Linked DNA regions of Mus musculus: region 2 is linked to region 1. A link is a contact called in public Hi-C data. All regions are on one chromosome and are shown on one strand. The core of a region is the stretch at or near the end of the contact, and the rest is flanking DNA. Distances in the headings are between cores, read along the strand shown.

Evidence for each region. Hi-C and Micro-C count contacts between places; a contact is called where the count stands out from the background.
Region 2: a Hi-C map of CD8 T cells shows a contact between it and region 1, with 2.3 times the contacts expected there. The contact joins two enhancer-like sites. A contact is called at or near these places in 3 of 484 Hi-C or Micro-C datasets (CD8 T cells, Th1 cells and regulatory T cells) and 3 of 115 datasets of contacts at active chromatin or transcription factors (astrocytes, regulatory T cell precursor and thymic regulatory T cells).

What each region holds. Positions count from the first base shown.
Region 1 is chr9:115,610,611-115,613,948 of GRCm38.p6, reverse strand. No RefSeq gene overlaps it. Among named protein-coding and RNA genes, the nearest start is that of Gm39448, 47 kb to the left of the region's middle. Within about 2 kb of position 1,533, at least 69 of the 459 cell types and tissues checked have an H3K27ac peak or open chromatin away from gene starts, as enhancers often do. A contact at or near this core is called in CD8 T cells, Th1 cells and regulatory T cells, where this site is marked.
Region 2 is chr9:116,382,520-116,385,782 of GRCm38.p6, reverse strand. No RefSeq gene overlaps it. Among named protein-coding and RNA genes, the nearest start is that of Gm31559, 8.7 kb to the left of the region's middle. Within about 2 kb of position 1,367, at least 220 of the 459 cell types and tissues checked have an H3K27ac peak or open chromatin away from gene starts, as enhancers often do. A contact at or near this core is called in CD8 T cells, Th1 cells and regulatory T cells, where this site is marked.

The sequences.
Region 1 (3,338 bases), core at 284-2,783:
GACTCAGGTCAGAGGCTGGACCCTGGAAGCCCTAATGAGCTAGGCTTGGCCACCCACCCTCAAGACACCAATGGAAGACAAGAAACAGAGGAAGTGGATCTACTTGATGTGACCACAGTGAGAAGAGAAACAAAAGAGGTCCAGTGACCCCAGAATCCATCTTTGATGGTGGTGGGGTCCTAACATGAGATTTATGTTTAAATACAGGGCAAGAAAGCAGACCTGGTCCGGATCTGGTCCTGCCCACCATACCCAGTCTATCCCACAAGGTATTCTAACAAATCAGAGCTGCTTGCAGTCTCATACTAGGAGACAAGTTGTCCTCCAACTGGCGCCAGATCTTGGACATTTCCTTCTGATATGAGACTTCTGCAGAAATCTTGAATCCTTAGGTCCATTGCCTCGACAGCCTGATAACAAAAACTAGGGGCACAAGTATCTCCTTAGGCTATCTCCACTCCAGTCAGGATGGTCACATGACCAGGCTGATATTTCTGGAGAGTGACGAGCACTCTATCTTGTCTTGTAGTATTGCACCTTCAAGTCACCACCCACTCCCGCTTGGATGCTGGTCTCTCAGACGGTGCTGTCCTATAGTCTTCCTGGCCGACTAAATCTGATTCACACCTATCTTAGTAGGGCCCATGGGCTAAAATAACTTGTGGACATTTATTTCTTTTTGTCTTTGTTCATTAAATACCATCCAATAAATTCTTCTATTTTGGCCGCTGGCCAAGGAAGCCTAAGTGTTTAGATATAAACACTTTTCCTATGGCCCTTTTATAGGGGAGACCTACTAACCTCTGTCACGGCATATCAGACAGGCCTGACCAGGAAACCTGCAGCTATCTAGGCCACTGTAAGGGCGTGGGGGTGGGGAGCTCGTTATCAAGATTGGTTACCTCAGAGTCGTTAGAGTATAGGAGGTTAACAGAACACAGCAAAGAACATAGAGAAGAAGCAGGAGGCAGGACGTGGCCACTACCTGCCCTGGAGGGAGAGGGAATATGGTGTAACTGGCTAATTAAGAAAGGGGAGTGAAGGTTCTTACTCTCTTGACCATAATTTCACACTGGTACTTCTGGCTGAAGTCAACCAGAAAGCTGTTGACCAGGGATGCTAGAGAATGCAGCTTCCTGCAACACAGAGAAACAAAGAAAAGGGCGTGGCCTATCTGTGTTTAGAGCAGATGCAGATGGGCAGATATGGAGATCACCAAAGCCTGCCTTTCAGTTTGAGGAAAGTGTCCACTGTGAGAATCAGTACTATTACCCATATGTGTGCTACTGTGAGCTTCTGCCCTGCCCTTGGGTCCATTTTGGATTGTCTAGGCTAAACATGTGTAAGGAAACAGTCAGATGGATTTCCTTGATGCCGTGACAAAGGCAACTAAAGAAATGAAGGGTTTATTCTGCCCCTGGTCTGAGGTGAGTGAGCTATAGAGCCAGGAGTGTGAGGCAGTGTGTCATATTGTATTGAATCGGAAGCACAGAGATGGGGACACCAGTGCTCAGCTCAGTTTTTCCTTTTAATTCAGTTCAGGGTGCCACTGTATGACATAGTGCCACCCACAGTTAAGAGTAGGCATTTATGCCTCAACTAATCCAATCCAGAAACCCCCTCATAGATAAGATGGAGGATGTCCCATGGTGATCCTAACTCCCACCCTGTTGGCAATGAGGATTAAGAACAGCGCTGCATTAAACTGGCTTAGACCAGAAGTTTTGAGTAAGGACTGAAATGAGATGACACTTGTGACTAATTAAGAAAGGCGAACACATGAGGTAGACCCAGAAAGTTCTACAAGCTCCTTCTCTCCAATGACATCCCCCATGCTGCTTACCACACAGGCCAGAAACATGGCGAGACTATGAGTTTGCTGGGCAAACTCCCATGATGCTTTGGGTCCACGAGGACATTTTTCCTAGAGGTGGGTAAATTGTTAGAAGAATTGCATCTGCCTGCTTCATACAGAGTTTTCTTCCACACCTGTCTGCTGTGCCAACCTCTAAAACCACAAGCGTGACAGCTTAGTTTAAAGAGCTTCCTCTTTTAAATGCCAGCCAATGAAGTCAATGGCGGATGTAATAACATAAAGAACAAAGCCACTATGGAAAACTTTTTGTCCCCTTGAATGTCACATGCTGGCATAAAAAGGTGCAGAGACTGACACGGGCTACTCCCTCAAGACAGCATCCAAACACAGCCTCAAGGACTGGCTGCTTAGAGATTGACCACATCCAGATTCTGCCCAGGTAAACACTGACTCCCAAGCATAAAAGGCTCTCGGAGCCTCTTTGAAGCTTTCTAGGGGCCAGTGTACCTTCTGCCTTCAACCACCTCCTGAATAGGTGTGCCTCTGCCTCTCCTCTTCTTGTAACTTGCCAGGGTTTGGCCGTGACATGGATGAATAAGGCAGTAAATGTGGGATTTGGTCTCACAGCCCAGCCTCCCTCATATTCTGCTCCTCACAGTCTTGTTTCTGTATGAAAGTTGTCAGTTCAGAGAGAGCGAGAACAAGAGGAAGAGGCTCTTCCTACCAAGATGATGTCTTCCTTCCCAGGACAGTCTGTCACAGAGTCCCTAAGGGAATGTTGGGCTAGAGGTTAGCTTCTAAGCAGAATGGTTGATACTAACCTAGAATAACTCCAATGATTGACACAGTTTTAAAAAAAGTATCACCTTTGAATGTACTTAACATTTTGCTTTTAATTGACTTGCATTTTTATTTAAATCCATTTAAGAGAAATCTTATATATATATAACAAATGCAAAATTAATATAATGTTCTAGAACTAGAAGGTAACCAGGAAAACAAAATAAGGTTATCCTGAGCCTCAGAAAGCCGAGAATCAGGGGGTGGGGGTTGGTTGCAAATAGGGAGAGGGCTGGTAAAGATTTACTGTTGCCTGGGTGATGATATTGCTCAACAGGTAAAAGTGCTTGCCTCCAAGTCTGACGACCTATTGTAGCTTGTGGTCTTTTTTTTTTTTTTTTTTGTAGCTTGTGGTCTTATCTACCCCGCTTTATGCTCCTGGGCAGGCTGCACTTCCAGCCACCCACCCAGGGAAACTTTGGATACTCGGATAAAAGACAACACATATTAGCTTATTTTTAATGTGCCTTGCTAGCTCAATGGTTGGACACTTGTTAGCCTCTTGCCTTGTACCTCAGGCCTAATCAAGGAAGCGGCCAGTGGCCACTTATCTGAGATATGACACGGTTGGTTGGCTTTCTCTCCTGAAGCTCCAACATCCCTTCTGTCTCCCTCTTGAACATGGAAAATCTCCCTCTGCTCCCTCCTCTCTCCTAGCCTTTCTGCCCAGCCATTGGCTACT
Region 2 (3,263 bases), core at 118-2,617, 770 kb before region 1:
GCTGAAGCACTCCCAGGGAGCCATGGAGTAATCTCGGGGCTATCATGGAGTATCAGGGTGCGTAGCCTGCAGCCAGGAGCTTTTCTGATAAAAGAAAAATTATATAGTAACAGACCCTGGTCCTTGAGGAGTAGAGAAATTGTCACTGCTCTTTTATGCACTGTGAGTTTTCGCCTAATGTAAACTCCAGCAGTCTTCCAGCTCTCCACCTGCAAGCTAATCAAGGCTCTTTGGTTCTTACAGAGGACAGAGGTTTAATCTTGGCTTCCTGTCCCCAAAGATCTGTCTCTCTGTGTGGCAGAGATCTCATACGGGACCTGGAGCTCTAGAATGATGGTTGCCACGATTTTGGGGTACATATCAGATAGATGCCTTGTGAGCTCCTAACAAGAAGGAAGTGAAGTGTGTGTGTGTGTGTGTGTGTGTGTGTGTGTGTGTGTCCACAGACTATGAGTGGAGGTCAGAAGGCAACTTTGAGAGTTGGGAGACCAAACTTAGGCCATCAGTCTTGGCAGCAAGCACTTTTGTTCATTGGGCAATCTTACTGGTCTTTTACTTAGACTTTCTTTCTTTCTTTCTTTCTTTCTTTCTTCCTTCCTTCCTTCCTTTTTTTTTTTTAATAGAAATAGAAAACCAACTTAATACTGGAGTTCACAATCCTTGATCTATAATGTAACTCATTTTACAAACCCACAATAGCTCTACATGGAATATTTTCTATATTATACTGTATTATCTAGTATATATAATATACTTCCATGTTGGAAGAGCTAAGTAACACCCACAGCAGTTACCACCATGTGTAGCGAGAGATGGGTGGTCTGTTCAGAGCCTCAGAGCTGATTGTGGGGTGTAATCACGAGCCTTCTGCTTTGGGGTCTAACGACGTGTTTGGAAATGTGGGTGTGGCTGACTTCTCCACAGTCTGAAGGTTTCCACTGTTCCAGATGGCCAGTAAGGAATGCGTGGCCCACCTCTGTGGGATTGAGGAAGCTAGGTGGTATTTCTCGGCAAAGAACACAAAGGAAGTTATTTATGACTTATGCGTTCTTTCAGGTACTAGGGGTGTTTGATTGTATTCATAAGTCGTCTATGAAACAAAATAATGTGTTGGAAAAGCAGAGCTCACTCACGGGGATAGTGATTTTCCCGAGACTAGAGTGTCGAATGACCCCTCCGGGGAGTAGAGGCACTGGCTTAGCCCTGGCAATGCTACAATAGCGTGCCTTCTATATCAAGACTCTGAGGCACCAGGCCGTAGAGCCCCGGCTGGCGCACTGTGAGCACAATTTAGAGCTTGTGATGATTTGAATGAGACACATCTCTTAGGCTCCTGTGTTTGAACACGGCCCCAGCTGGTGGCGCTGTTAGGGAGGGTTGTGGAACCTTGTAGGTGGTGAAGCCTCACTGGAGGAAGTGGGTTACTGTAGGCTGGCCTTGAGGTTTTATGAAAGCATTTCCGGTCTCACTTCATTCTCTGCTCCCTAACAGAGAAGGGACCATTCCTAAGAACCAGCTCCCTCAAGATCCTGCCTTCTTGTATTCGCCATCTGGAAGGACTGTTCCCCACTCCCAGCCGTACCCCTACCCCCACCCCCATCCCCACCCCTTAAGCCATGAAGCAAAATAAACTGGTTCTCCTTTAAGCTGCTTTTCGACCAGAGTGAGAAAAGTAATTCAGCAGAACCTAAAGAAAGGTGTCCTGCCAAGCCTGGCCAGTGTGAACAACAGAGCCAGCAGAGCCAGCAGAGCCAGCATTCCTGTGTTAGACTCTCGCCAGCATCTCAGGCATACCCCATCAAGAACTCTCTGCGAGACAGCCCTGCGGAAAGCCGAAGCCGAGCTGGTGTTTCTGGGGGCTACACTGGCACGGAGACATCAGATACCTCCAGAGCACAAGCAGCCAGGCACAAGTGCTCAAGCCAGTTAGAAACAGCGGCAGCGTCTAGGGAGAGGTGGAGTCCCCGGGTTTGTTGTTTTCCCCTATCAAATTTCTTAGAAAATAGTTGAGGTCAGCGTGTGTTTTGTATCACTTGCATGGAATGCAACAAAGAAGGAGGAGACCACTTTAGTATGAGCTTCGGGTGGAGGGATAAATTTTACTCTCTCTTTATGCTGTGGGCAATGTGTTAACATGCCGCTGGCTGAATTACCCTCGACTTAAAACACCTGAAAGCAATAAATCCAAGTCCTATCAGGTGACTCATGGGAAAGGCATGCCGCTCTCCTCTTCCAGTCCACAGTCCGTGAGTGTGCATGCCAACCACCATCACCTGGAGGCTCATTGAAAACGGTCCGCTGTGTTTCTGATTGAGTGTATTTCTGGGCTGGAACGTGGCCCAGGAATTTGCATAGCAAAGGAACTCCCAAGATGATGCTGACATTGCAGCTCTGGGGTCACCCCCTAAGAATCCTTGTCTTAAGTAAGGGGCTAAGTTGCAGAGCAATGGAGACACCACAAAAACCTGACACACTGACACATGTGTCTATGATCCCAGAGCTCGGAAGATGGAGAAGCCAGAAGGGGTGGAGGAGGTGGCAGCCTGAAGATCATAAGGAATAATCTAATACATATCAAGATCAAGGCCCCCCTTGGACAGCCTCAATAATAAACAAACAAATTCACTACCCCCCAAAAAAGGCTCTCTTAAACCCAAGATTACTCACACAATTCTCTTCTCGGGGACATACCAGGGATCCTACCTGTTAAGGTTCACAATATTAGCCCAACATTTAAAACCATTTTTAAGATCCAACAGATATGCCACATGTCCCACCCAAGAGCTACTGAGACTCACAAGGCTGCTCTGCATCCCTTGTGATTTTGTGCCTTATCAGTGTGGTGGCTCTCCTCCTGCTGTGGTTCCTTCCATTGTCCTTGCTTGAGCCCTGCCCTGTGAATGCTCTAACAATCATACCAGACATCACTGCTCTGTCCCTGCCAGATCCAAGTGCTGGTCTTGCAGCCCTTCTTTCCTTACAGTTTTCTCTCCTTATAGTTGTTCACAGAATAGCAGAGCTTCTCTGGCCTCCTCTTTAAAGATCCCACACCTTCCAGTGGGATGTACCTTTTGAAGGGCATTGTGTCAGGAGATGAAGAGTCTACAAAGAAATATGGTGCACAGGTGTGATGGAAGATGTTGACAGTCAACCTAACAGGGTTTGGAATCACCTAGGAGACATACCTCTTGGCGTGTCTGTGAGGAAGTTTCCAGAGAGGTTTAGCTGAGTCGGAAAGACCTGCCATGAGTAAGGATGGCACT